2 separate regions of the Gossypium hirsutum genome follow, and region 1 is linked to region 2. A link is a contact called in public Hi-C data. All regions are on one chromosome and are shown on one strand. The core of a region is the stretch at or near the end of the contact, and the rest is flanking DNA. Distances in the headings are between cores, read along the strand shown. Region 1 has its middle 4.4 kb from the start of LOC107897651. Region 2 holds the start of LOC107897649.

What was found. Hi-C and Micro-C count contacts between places; a contact is called where the count stands out from the background.
Region 1: a contact with region 2 is called in a Hi-C map of leaf, with 2.4 times the contacts expected there. The contact joins the enhancer-like site here to the promoter of LOC107897649 in region 2. A contact is called at or near these places in 6 of 34 Hi-C or Micro-C datasets (fibers, leaf and seedling).

Annotation. Positions count from the first base shown.
Region 1 is chrA10:23,867,565-23,874,154 of Gossypium_hirsutum_v2.1, reverse strand. No RefSeq gene overlaps it. Among protein-coding and RNA genes, the nearest start is that of LOC107897651, 4.4 kb to the left of the region's middle. Within about 2 kb of position 5,309, at least 1 of the 9 cell types and tissues checked has an H3K27ac peak or open chromatin away from gene starts, as enhancers often do. A contact at or near this core is called in leaf, where this site is marked.
Region 2 is chrA10:23,720,186-23,727,596 of Gossypium_hirsutum_v2.1, reverse strand. LOC107897649 reads left to right here and starts at 3,816. Exons shown (of 9, transcript XM_016823166.2): 1 at 3,816-4,516; 2 at 4,615-4,683; 3 at 5,050-5,106; 4 at 5,190-5,232; 5 at 5,420-5,503; 6 at 5,687-5,914; 7 at 6,037-6,079; 8 at 6,200-6,278; 9 at 6,367-6,810. The coding sequence starts at 4,238. The coding sequence ends at 6,459. LOC107897648 (receptor-like cytosolic serine/threonine-protein kinase RBK2) reads left to right here and starts at 6,934. Exons shown (of 9, transcript XM_016823165.2): 1 at 6,934-7,411.

The DNA.
Region 1 (6,590 bases), core at 4,060-6,559, 150 kb before region 2:
ATAAACCCTAAACGATAATGATAATTAATTCAATATTTTAAAATTAATACTATCTCTTTTACAATTATATAAGAAAATATTTAACATATAAATTAAAAAACAATTAGTCATATAACAAAAATCTTTAAAATTATTTTAAATAATAGTATTTATTTTTTTCATTTTTTGTGGCTTTTTTAAAAAACGCCGCTAAAGATTAAGCATTAGCGGCGTCTTCTAAAAAGCGCCGCTAAAGGTGTACATATAGCGGCTTTTTTTAAAAACGCCGCTAATACTTGATCTTTAGCGGTGTTTTTAAAAAAGCGCCGCTAAAGCCACTAAAGGCTCAATATGTTGTGTTAATTTTTTGCGGCGTTTTTGCTAATACTTGATCTTTAGCGGTTTTTTAAAAAGCGCCGCTAAAGCCACTAAAGGCTCAATATGTTGTGTTAATTTTTTGCGGCGTTAAAGATCAAGAATTAGCGGCGTTTTCTAAAAAGCGCCGCTAATACTCAATCTTTAGGGCGTTTTTGAAAAGCGCCGCTAATGCTCGTTCTTTAGTGGCATTTTTCATTCAAACGCCACTAAAAACGCCGCTAAAAACTTGTTTTGCTGTAGTGAAATGAGCCAGATATGAAAGGTGTAAGGACATTTGATAACTATTATAGATTAATCATACCATTGACATGCAATTGTATAAGTCATTTTGTTTTGGACTTGTGACATGAAAGATTAGGTCATGTTCATTACAAACGCCTACAATGTTCGGTATGACATAATGCTATAAAGTGATTGCCAAAGCTAGGGGAGCTATTTCCAAAGAGTATAAAAGTGATTACCAAAGCTAGGGGAGCCACTCCCAAAGTGTATAGAAATTGCATCAAGGGAAAGCAAAAATGTAAGCCACATCCCCAATTGCAACTAATACAAATAGTTGGACTCTTAGATGTATTGCAACACATACTATTGAATGAAGTATCTGTACTTTATCAAATGAACATTATTTTAAATCAACAGAATGCCAATTTGGTATCGTTACCCATATAAGTATCGATACTTATTTTCCCAAGGAATGGTACTTATAAATGTATTGATAAAATTGACTTATTTTCAAATTTTAAAATTGGCAGAATGTCAAAACGGTATTGATACGTGTGTATTTTAACTTGATTTTGAAACATCAAAATTAAAGATGGTATTAGTACCTGACTTGAGTATCGATACCCCTGTTCAAACTTTGAAAAGTTTTTAATTTGGCCTTTATTCATGCTTGGGTCAACTTTGGACTTTTCATAAGCTCGATTGAGTTCCGATTTTACTTGTATGATGTGTCATGATGCATTACTATTAAGAACTGATGATTAGAATGAATTACTATTGAGATTTGACTGTTGAATGCTCTATTAATAGTAGTAGCATCTCGTAACTCGAGTTTGACAATTAGGTCAAGTGACGGGTGTTACATTTAGTGGTATTAGAACAATAGTTTAATCAATTTTAGGACTGAACGTAGCGTGTATCAAGTCTAGAGAAGACATGTCATGATAACCTATGATAGTGTGATGCTTCTAATTCGATTTGACTTTGTTTTCTTATAGTTATAAAGATGTTGGCCGAATCAAACCATGTCATCTCTGATGAAGTAGATAGTAATGTTCCGACTTCCAATCAGGGAGCAAGTCACAGTATCCTCGTTCCAAAAATGCCCGAAAATGAGGTAAGAAATTTCTTATTTGGGATGATTAAAAAATGGTTTACTGAATTTATGAGAACTAATTCAATAACTTTGCAACCTTCGCCCCGTAATGTGCCACATGTGGTACCCCCTCATCCTCAGAATATGGAAAGTGTATGATGACCTTTGATTGACTAAATTAGAAAGTGTATGGCTAAAGAGTTTAGACGAAAAATGAAAGATGATTCGACCAGGGTTGAATACTAGCTAGAAAACACACAGAGAGTCTTCGATGAAATAGCCTATTCACCTAATAATTGCTTGAGATGTGTCGTGTTTTTGTTAAAAGATGAAGAGTATTAGTGGTGATCTACATTAATAGCCATTGTACTAAGAGATAGAGTTAACTGGGACTTTTTCCAATCTGAATTTTGGAAGAAATACATCAATAGATTGTATCTAGAAAGGAAAAAAAGAATTTCTCGAGCTGAAGTAGGGAAATAGATTTGTGGCTAAGTAAGAGCGAAATTTGTCCTGCTTAGAAAATAAATCAATGAGATTGTACCAATGAAAATCAAGATGTGTATTTTGAATCTGGACTAAACGATGAAACTCGAATGTTGCGAGAGCTTTGGAGTTGAGAGAGTTTGTAGTGTTATTTAAATAGGCTCAGAAAATAGAAAATATTTGTAATAAGAAGAAAAAAATGAGCTTCGGGACTCCGATAAACGAAACATGTCTAGACTATTTTCAACTCATCTATCAAAGAAATCGAGAGAAACTTTTAGGTTCTTCACCATTTCATCAGGGTTTACGGGAAGAAATAAGTTGAGATCGAGTAACTCGAGATTTCAAACTACCCAGGTAGAAAGTGTTGGCAGTGTTCGCAATGTGGATAGACCTATATGTGAGAATTGTGGTAAGACTTAGGATATTGAGTGGCGAGTTAAAAGTGGGGCTTATTTTAGATGTGGTTTTACCAATTATTTCTTGAAAAACTGCCCAAGAAAGTCAAGCGTTGCTGGCAATCAAACTGTTGGACTGATGCCTGCTCCTTAAAGAGATAGAGGGTCGAGACAGAGTCGTAATATCAGAATGACAGGAGGTGAGACTAAGGATTTGATTGTTAGATCTGAGGCTTGAGCGCCAGCCAGAACCTATGCTATCCGAGCCCGGGAGGAAACTTCTGCCCTAGATGTCATTGCTGGTACTTTCTCTCTCTTTGATGTTACTATATATGCATTTATTGACCTTGGGTCAAAACATTCATATATTTGCACTGCTTTAGTAACTAAAAAGAACATATATCAGTAGAACCGACTGAATTTGACATTAGGATAATGAATCCTTTGAGTCAGATTGTCAGAGTTAATATGTTATGTATGAAGTGTCGACTAAGAATTCGGGGATCTGAATTTCTTGGCGACTTGATGTTATTACCATTCCACGAGTTTGAAGTTATTTTAGGTATGGACTAGTTGACTTTACATGATGCTGTGGTGAATTGTAGGCAGAAATGGATTGTTTTGAGATGTCAGAATGGTGAATTGGTTACAGTTGAGTCTAACAAAACCGATTGTGTTACCAATGTTATATTAGCGATTTCTACTCAAAAACTAGTTAGAAAAGGTTGTGTAGTGTTTTTAGCTTATATCTTAGATACGCGAATATCAAAATCAAAGATTGATCAACTATCGATGGTTAATAAATTTACCAATGTGTTTCTAGAGGAATTGTCTAGGTTGCCACCGAAATAGAAGGTTGAATTTGCTATTGAGTTAATACCTAGAATTACCTCAATCTGAATTGCTTTATATAGAATAGCTTTGATTGAGCTAAAAGAATTAAAAGCACAATTGTAAATGTTGACTGACAGATGATTCATACAATCGAGAATGTCACCTTGGGGTGCACTAGTCCTATTTGTGAAAAAAGAAAGATGGGTCGATGAGGCTATTTATCGACTACAGGCAGCTAAACAAAGTCACTATAAAGAATAAGTATCCATTACCTGATATTGATGATTTATTCGACTAGTTGAAAGGAGTTACTGTATTTTTAAAAATTGATCTTCGATCTGGTTATTATTAGATACAACTTAAAGAGCTTGATGTATTGAAAACTACATCCATAACTCGTTACGGTCATTATGAATTTCTTGTGATACCTTTTGGTTTGAAAAATATTTTGACTGCATTTATGGACTTAATGAATAGGATATTTCAGCCATATTAAGATAGATTTGTTTTCATATTTATGAACTTAATGAATAGGATATTTCAAACATATTAAGATATATTTGTTTTCATAATTATCGACGATATTCTGATTTATTCGAGGAATGAAACTGAGCATGCTCACCATCTAAGAATTGTATTCTAGACTTTTGCGAGATAAATAGTTATACGCGAAGTTTAGTAAATGTAAACTCTAGCTCCGAGAGGTTGAATTTCTATGGTATCAGAGTTGATCTGAACAAAATCTCTACAATTGTGAATTGGAAGCCTTCAAGGAATGTTTCTATATTGTGTAGTTTTCTGGGTTTACCCGGATATTATAGATGATTCATAAAAGGATCTTCAATGATTATTTTACCAATAACAAAGTTGTTACGGAAAATTGTTGGTTTCATCTAGTTAGGAAGGTGCCAACAGAGTTTTGATTGCTTGAAAACATTGTTGACAGCTCTAGTTCCGATTCAGCCTAAATTTGAGAAAGAATTCATCGTTTATAGTGATGCTTCATTAAACGGATTAGGTTTCATGTTGATTCAAGACAGTAAAGTAATAGTTTATGCCTCTTAATAGTTGAAACCACACGAGAAAAACTGTCTACAACATGATTTGGAATTAGCAACTATTGTGTTTAATTTAAAGATTTGGCAACATTACTTCTACGGTGAGAAGTACCACATCATTACCGATCACAAAAGCCTAAAATACTTGATGAAATAGAAAGAGTTGAACCTGAGACAATGTAGATGGCTTGAACTATTGAAAGATTATGATATGGTCTGTAACGCCCCAAAAATTGGGCCTAGAAGAGTTGGACTTTGAGTCTGGGATTTGGATAGAAGAAAACCTGAATATTGAGAAGTTTTAAATATTACTAGTGTTTAAATATACATATATATATTGATAAAATATTTATGTTATTGCTAATATTTTAATTTTTATGAAAATTATTATCATTATAATTATTAGATACAAATATATTTATAAAATTATTGTTGTTAACTTAGTGTTTAAATTAAATTATTATTAGAAAATTTTGCTGTATCTTTTTTTATTGATTTATGAAAATTATAATTATTATTATTAGGAAAATATATATATATTATCGTATTTGAAATTTTCATTATTATGGTTATTATTATTATTATTTTAGTTTTTAAATAAATTTAGAAGTATTTAAAGTGCGAGAAAAATTCGGTCCAAGACTCTAGCAAAAATTATTATTTTTGTTTCTTTAGGGGATCTGGGCATTAAGGTTTATTAATAAGTTGGGCTAAAATTGGACATGAGGAGGAGTCTAGCCTAGTGGTTAGGCGTGTTAAGCAGTAGGAAGGGAACAGAGGTTTGATTCCCTGCATGCGCAAATGTGGGTTTTTATTTTAGAAAAACCAAGGGCTGTCGCAACTAGGCCTTATTAATTATTCAGGCTAATTCATGTCAGTATGCTAGGAGGGCGGAAGAGGTGCCTGGGTTCAAGGCACGGTGTGCGCAATTTGGGTGTTTTTTTTAATATGCAGATCGCGGCTAGAATAAGGGTTAAGAGGAGTTGCGAGTATAATTTAACATAAAAAGGGCCTATGGTGCAGTGGCAGTAGGGTGCTAGGAGTTTCACAAGGGTACGGGTTCGAGTCCAAGCGAAGGTATGTTTTAATATTATATTTTTAAAATGAACGGGACTTAGCTTCTGCTCCTTTTTGCTGTACGCTTTATTCTAATCTTATCTTATTTCTTTTGCTCATATTCTTTTCTATTTTTCCCAAAAGCTGAACAATTCTCTCATTTTCTATTTTCTTTCCTTCTCTCATCTCTTCCCCTCTTCTCTTTTCTTTCTCCTCTTGCCAATTTTCATCCTATCTTTTTGCCGAACCTAAATCCTTCATATTCTTCTTCTTCTTTTCTCTCATAAATCCTCAACAAAACTGGTTAGCCGAGTTTCCATTGAAGCCAAACCTCGTATCTTTTCTTCCAAAACCAAAATCTTACTATTTTGAGGTACTGCAAAGGCTGAACCCTTGGTTGATTATTTTCCCTTCTTGTGCGGTGGTTGGATCTACAATCGATTGGGAGTAGTGTCATAACGATATAGGTAAACGCTCGAATCTTTCTTTCGTTATTCATGAATTAAGGTAAAAGCTGAAAAACCCCTATATGCAAAGGGTGTCTGTTGATTGTACTCAAAGGGTTTAGTGGTGATATTTGATTTGTTTTCCTATAATGTGGATTAAAGGCAATTGATCGAAGGCTTGGATAATTGGAACGATTGAATCTGGATCTAGTTCATATTTCGGCAAAGGTAAGAACACTAGTGCCTAAAGTGTTAATGGTCGATCTTTGGTAAGGAGTTTTGCAAATAAGTTGCTATGGATTCATAGTTAACGTATTAGTAATTGATTGTAGGTAGTTTGTGTGTGGAACTCGTCAGCGTTTCGTCGCAAACAGGTGTGTAACTGTCACCCTTTCTTAGCCTAGATCGGCAAAAGCCGAAAAGCCGAAATGCCAAAAAACCGGTATTTTGTAGATTTACGAGTGTGCAAATGCTCGTGAGGTAAATTGATTAATATTTTTGGTAAGCTACAGTGTTTGGACTGCAAAGTGCATGATTTCTGTGCCCTCGATATTTTTGGGCTTAATGGGCCAAAATTGGAATAATGGGCCAACGAGCCCAATTCGGTAAGAACCCTCGGTAAGTGATTCTGTTAGTA
Region 2 (7,411 bases), core at 2,567-5,066:
AGAAGGCAGAAAATACCTAAGGAAAGCCATCGGAATCACCTCGGAGGTAAGACTAAAGACCTCCACTCAATCTCCTAGGAGTTCTTTGAGTTTCTTTATGTTTTGTTCTTTTCCATACTTTGGGATGTTTCCGATTATTATTATGAACTAAACTCCCTAAAATACCTAAGGGAGATGAAACCTAAGACGAATCTTATTACTCTTTGATTTATATGATAAATACTTGTTCTTATTCTTAATTGTGAGTCTTAATTCTTGCTTTAATATTCCAGGATATTAATTTAGGTTTTTGATGTGCTTATTCAATGGAGCAAAAGTCCCTGTTTAAGAGTAAATCATTCATAATTAAGCGGAGTTGCATGCAATCCTAGAGATAGGACGACATAAATCTGCCGGATTAGAGTCAAATCTAATAAGGGAATCCATAGATCGAGTTAATACGACAATAGGGGTTTTAATTAGAAAGAGATTTTAATTAATCAACCTAGAGTCAGTTATTTTTAGTCTCGAAAGGGATATTAACATAAATCATGGATTTTTACGGAATAATTCAAGTGAATAAATCATCTAAGTCAAAGGTAATAGGTGAAGTCTAGGTGGATTCTTTCTTGGGTATTGTCTTCTCCATTGGTTTTTCTAAAGTATTTTCCAACTTTCATCTCTGCCGTAATCTTAGAAAATTAGTTTAGTTTAAAAACACCCTTTAATTCTTAGCCTAGATAATAAAAAGATAGTAATTACTAGTACTTTTAGTCTTCGTGGATACGATATTTTCGGTCTCACCATAACTATACTACTGTTCGATAGGTGCGCTTGCCTTAAGTCAGATTTTTAGTCAGTTTAGCGACCATCAGTAGTTCTTCATACAAAATTATTGACTCTAGAGATATAGTAATATGGAGAAGACAAATTTGTTTCAAGCATCGACAAAACCAAAAGTGCCCCTTGTTTCAAAGAGAGGAGGACGAGTTATTCACATTCCATTTGATGGTCAAAGGTGAATTGAAAGCTAAGCAGTGATAATTTTAAAGATTCCCTGGGGGAAAAAATAGAGATGTCTCCTACATTACCCATAATATGTGGAAGTATCAACATAATTTCATAGAGTCATTCGGTCTGAATGCTACATGAAGAACATAAGCTAGATGACAGAATAGGAAGACCTAGGATGTAGAAGATCATAACAAGAGTGGTTTGACAGATTTAGATTTCTATATATCCACTCATTTGGTACTTCATTGTACAACATATATGAATATATATATATAAGAATTATACAAATCCATCTATATAGATATCATCATCTACATCCAGAAAGCTGTTTGCTTTGGAAGAAGCTTGTACAATTTGGGAAGGGGTTATGACTGATCGATCAGAAAGAAGAATCTACTTCAACTGATATGCCCTTAGGCACGACCATACATAACATAAAAATCACACTTGGAAGAGGTGGACAATTAGCTGGAGCAGTAGATGCTGTTACGAAACTGATTACAAAGGAGAAGAGATAAACCATATTAAAATTACATTTTGGGGAGGTCCGTTTGATATCCAAAACTTGCTCAGCAATAGTCAGACAGGTGGGGATTGTTGGGGTGAACCGGAAAAGTTTGGATAGAGTTGGATCTAAATGTTGGCTAAGTAAGCGTCTTATAGTAAGAGGAGTAGTCATGAACCCTATAGAGCATCCCCATGGGGTAAAGGGAGGCTCCAATTGGTAGAAAAAAAACCCGCAACCCTTTGGAGTTTTCCTGCACTTGGAAGAAGAAGTAAAAAAATGAATAAATATAGTGATAATTTGATTCTTTGTCGACAAAGTAAATAGGAGAAATTATTTCTTTCTTCGTCTTTACAAAAACAAAAAAATATATTTTTAAAGTAAAAAAAAATGAAATCGGCACGGAAATTCAACCTACACATGGTGGATTCACAATCCACTGCCTTGATCCACTTAGCTACATCTACCCCTACAATTACTATACTCTATGGTAATTTTTTTTACTTGTTTAAATATTTCAAATACATTTGCAAAAATTTCTATATCTATCAGTCATTTTTTTTATCTTATTTATGAGGTGCAATATATAGAAAATTCCAATTTCTACGTTTTATTTTTACCCTAAAATCCAAACTTTACAAAAGCTTGGTAAGACATGAAGGAAAACAGCTATATCCAGACAGAAAAGTTATAGATCAACTCTGAGTTGGAAGGCACCCACTATATTAGAATAAATTCCCCAAAAAACATGCTTCTTTTTGAAAAAAAAATTATTTATCTGTAGATTAACATATTTATTTAATGTCTTCAATCAAATCTTGCCTCCAATTCAACAGTTATGTCTCCATAATTATAATAAATCAACAAGTTATGTCGTTTTCTTCTCCTTCCTTGGCTCCTCATTTCCTTTTTATTTTTTATTATTATTTGACTAAATTATACTTTTTAAGAGATAAATTATATGGTTGTGAATCAATTATTATAAATGATTGATTTTTTAATTAATATAATAATAATTTTATTCTTAATATTTACGTATTATATAATTTTAATTATAATTTTAAAATATTTAACACTCAATCTTTACATGTGATGTTAATTTAATTCTGGTTCTAAAAAATTTTAAAAAAATTATAAAATTATAAAAATTTAAAAATTATAATAAATTAAAAAACACATAAAAATTACTAAGTTATAGAAAACCTTTAACTTTTGCAACTTCGGCTCATGACTTTCCTCATAACCGAAGCCTTCATCCTTTCCATTCATCAACTAAAAATAGATAGTAAGTAAATAATAGGTGAGTTAGCATTTTAAAAGATGCAAATTCCAATGTATTTAAACACATTCTTTTTATTTAAGGGCGAGAAAGTATTGTTGGCTAGAAATAAACTTTTCTTTTCCCTTTTTTCATATTCAAACAATTTTCATGACTTGGATGAGTTTTTTTAATGTGAGGTTCTAAAACCTGATAAAAAAATACATGGCGAAGTTAGAACAATTTTTTAGGGGAGGATGAAATTCTAATTTTTTATAGTTTATATTTTTATAATTTGTAAAGGATTAAATCGAATTTTTATAATTTTAAAAGAGGCTAAAGTGTAATTTTATCTTTATTAATTCAATTTTTTTAAAAAATTATAAAGGCTTGGCTTTGCCCCTGAAACAACATGTCAGGTTCCTCTTTTTTCTTCTCTTCTTTTTTTTTATTTTTATTTATAAAATTTCTTAAAAACATTTCTCTTTATTTTTGTTTTTTTGGTTTTCAAATATGAATAAGTTTACTTTGATATTTTTTAAATTTTAAAAATTAATTAAATGTTAACGTGTCATCTATATTACAATCTATGTATATTAGCGTCAACAAAGTTAATAAATATTTAATTTTTTCATCTATTTTAGGGTAAGTTGACAAAAATTCAAATTCAATGACAAAAAGAGGTGAAAAAATTAAATGGGGAGTTAAAATGATTTTTATTTTTTATATATAAAGTTAGATTACTTTAAAAATTTATAATGAAGGTGTGATGATCAGGAAGGGAAAAAAACGGGTGAAAAGTTAGTTTGATGAACTAAGTTACCACAAAGTCAAGATAATGGTGTTATGATTTTAGATTCAGATGGAATCTACGTTGTTATCTGAAAATGCCTACTTCTCCTAATTTCTTCCACAATCAATTGCTTTGCGGAAGTGACATGATAGAACTATCGGTTTTAATGGGAGTGGATCAAATCTTGAACAGGGCCCAATTTGATATATTTACATATTGTTTTAGGTTGAGTAAAATGATTCATCAACCAATATGAAGCCCATGAAATGCTTCCAAGCTCCCCAATGGCCATGGCGGATACTACGATGCCATTTTAAGACCAACCAAAATCTATGTCTGTTTCTGAACCAAAGAGATAGAAACCAGCTAAAAAAGCAGACCACTAGAAACTTTGTCTTTATTCTCTTTTGCCTATCCATTCGCAGGCCACATGTTGGTTGTTTTGTCATAAAGAAAAATACCCAACACACTCTGACATTCTCAATTCTCACCCCATGTCTGAAATCCAAATCCAACCATTTATATGATTTATCTAATCCCCGTACTTTCAGTTTTTTTCTTCATATATAATATAGAAAAAGTGAAACAAAAAAAGGAAGCTAATAGAAAAGAGATTGGAGTGTGTGACTCTGTGTGTGTGTGTGTGTGAGAGAGAGAGAGAGAGACAGAGAGAGAGAGAGTTATAAAAATGTTGGCCAAAGAGTCGGGTGGTTCCACCTTCGATCTTCCCGAGGAATTATTGCAAGTATTACCCTCCGATCCTTTTGATCAACTCGATGTGGCCCGTAAGATCACCTCCATTGCTCTCTCCACCCGCGTGTCTTTACTCGAAGCCGAGTCTTCTTCTCTTCGAGACAAGCTCACCGAGAAAGACCAACAAATCGCCGACTTGTGTGCCCTGATCGATGCTCTCGAGACTTCTTTGTCTGAAACCTCGAATAAGCTCGTTAAGGCCGACCAAGAAAAGGTACGTTCCATCTGGTTTTCTGTCTTTAATTTGTTTCTTCCTTTTTTTTTTAGAATTTTAATGATTCAATTATCTTTCCTTTTTTTGTTCTTTGGTAGGAGAGCTTGTTGAAAGATAATGCTTCGCTTTCTAATACTGTAAGGAAGCTTCAGAGAGATGTTTCCAAGGTAAATTGTTAAATTGTTAATGGGGGGGGTTCACTAAATTGTTAATAGGACTTTTAAAATGTTGAAGATAATTTTATTTTTCATGCAAAATAAAGGGTTCACATTAAATTTTTATAACCAATGTGCATTCTTAGAATCCTGATAAGGGAAGGCATGAGCATTGCTTGATGATTTGGAATGTTTTCATCTTGTGTGTTATATGTATGTTGAATTTTGGAAATTTGAGTGTGCCCTTCAATTGATGTATCTGAACTACCAAGGGCTTGTGTGGTTTGAGCTAATTGGTGTTTTGGGGAAGTGGGAAGTAGTGTTGAGGGTTTTACTAGGCAATTTAGTCTGAGGTTCGACTGTTATGCGATTCTGCAGTTGGAGGTCTTTAGAAGGAAGCTTATGCAGTCACTTCAAGAGGACGATGAAAGTTCTGTAAGTAATTCCACTTCCAGGGATTCCCTTTTAGAATGATGCTTTGTAGATTTTTTACTTGCTAAATCTTGTTTTCCATACAGGCCACAGGGGGTCCTCCAATCATCGCGAAGCCAACACTGTCAGGTATGTTTTTCTTTTTCCTGTTCACTCAGTTGAACGCATTTGAACTTCATTTCTGTAGTGCATCTGTGATCTAGATTGAACATTCAGTGCACTATTAGAAGTTGTCATCCTTACAGTTCTTTGTCAGATGCTTACGCTGCTTGTCATTGCTTATGATGATAACCCTTGGTATCTTCCAACTTTCCAGAAGATGATTCTGCCTTGATTTCAAGAACTGCTTCAATGCGCAGCCAGTACTCTGATTCGGGTGCAGAGGATCGTGACTCAGATGGTACACTTCAGTCTTTGTTGGTTTTGCCATAGCTGTAGAATTTATACCTAAATATGTTTCTTTCCACACAGTGCACACTGAAGATCTTTCTGTTTCCATGATCGCTACTGAGAGCACTGAAATATTTTATTTTCCCCTTTTCTTCATATTGTCATCTATTTTCCTCACTGGGTACCATTATAGTGTCAGCCTCAAGGCCTGGCTTACCTCATGGCCTCCTGCTAGCATCACAAACAAGCACACCGCGGCTAACTCCTCCAGGTTCTCCACCAAGTGTGTCAGCTTCTGTATCCCCCACAAGGACATCTAAGCCAGTGTCTCCTAGGAGACATTCAGTTTCGTTTTCTACCTCAAGAGGCATGTTTGATGATAGGTCATCAATATCAAGCTCCGATTCTGGATCACAGTCTGGTTAGCTTCAAAACTGTTATTCTAAAATAAGAGCTGGATATGTAGTTCTGCAGTAACAAATTAAATGCAACTGTGTAGTATTTTAAATATCATTTCATGACTTCTTTCTGGATATGTTTCAGGTCGCACTCGGGTTGATGGGAAAGAATTCTTCCGTCAAGTCAGGTAAATACATCTGTATTGTGAAAACTTACAGTTGCGGAAACAGTAAGCTGTTGTGGTTGATGAACCCAATCATATAAGTTTGCCTAATTTCATATCTCACACCTGTTTTTTGTTCATCAGGAGCCGCTTGTCGTATGAGCAGTTTGGTGCGTTCCTGGCAAATGTTAAAGAACTAAACTCCCACAAACAAACGAGAGAAGTATGCGACTTCTTGACTAACTCGTCTTCTTTGTTTTATCTGTTTCACAGTGCCGCATTTTCATCTTGTTTATTTCTGACTTATGCAGGAGACTTTGAGGAAAGCAGAGGAGATTTTTGGCCCGGATAACAGAGATCTTTATGCAATATTTGAGGGTTTGATTAATCGCAATGTCCATTAAATCAGCTGAGTAGTCATCGGCTTCTCCACCTTGTGATTTATTTGGTAAATTTTTTGGTGTAAAGTTGTCCAATAAAGCCTGTATTGTGACACGTTCAGAAAAAAAAAACACTTAATGCTATTGTTTCTCTTGGCTATAAGTCTGTTCATCTGCTGTTCCATTGGTGAAAAAAATATCTACCTCAAAGATTACAACTCCAAACTTGTATGAATTAACTGAGTTAAACTCTGGGTTCGTAGTTAACCTCTTTAACCATTACGAAGATATTTAGTCTTTCTTTGTATCTCCCTCTAAGGATCATACTTTCATGTGAATTTTGTAGTAAAAATCAATCGAACCAGTTTTTTTATATTTTATAATTTTTTTAATAATTTATTTAATTAAATTGGATGATCTGGTTGAATCTCGAACCGATATTCTTAACTAGTTTGATGGTAAAGAAGTAAAGCATTTCTTGTGGGAAAATCCAAAGTTTATGCAAATACCAGCTCATCTGGTTTGAAGCTCCAAATGAAGTAACAAATCCCTGTGCTGTTCAACTTGCAAAGTTTTTTTGTTGGTTAAAATCAGTAAAAAAGAGATTGACAGAAAGGTTTAATAGAGAAAGTGGAAGAAGAAAAAGAAGAAAAAAAACATGGTGGTTTCTTCCACGTGTCAAATGCCAAAACTTGTTCCATGAAGAGAACCCCCAACGTGCTTTCTTACAAGCCTTAAACATTCCTTTAGATTTGCTAAACATAGGATTAAAATATATTCTCATTTATTTTTAATAGATTTCTTCTAAAAAAAGGGGGATGGATTACGAATGATGAAATGGGAGAGAACCTACTTTTAGGCACAAGGAGATTATCTGTCAAAAATACTAAATGGATATTAGAGAAAGCTCAGAGAATAATGGCAACCCTCTACTCCATTTCTCATATTTCTCATTATTCTCTCTATATCTTTGTCA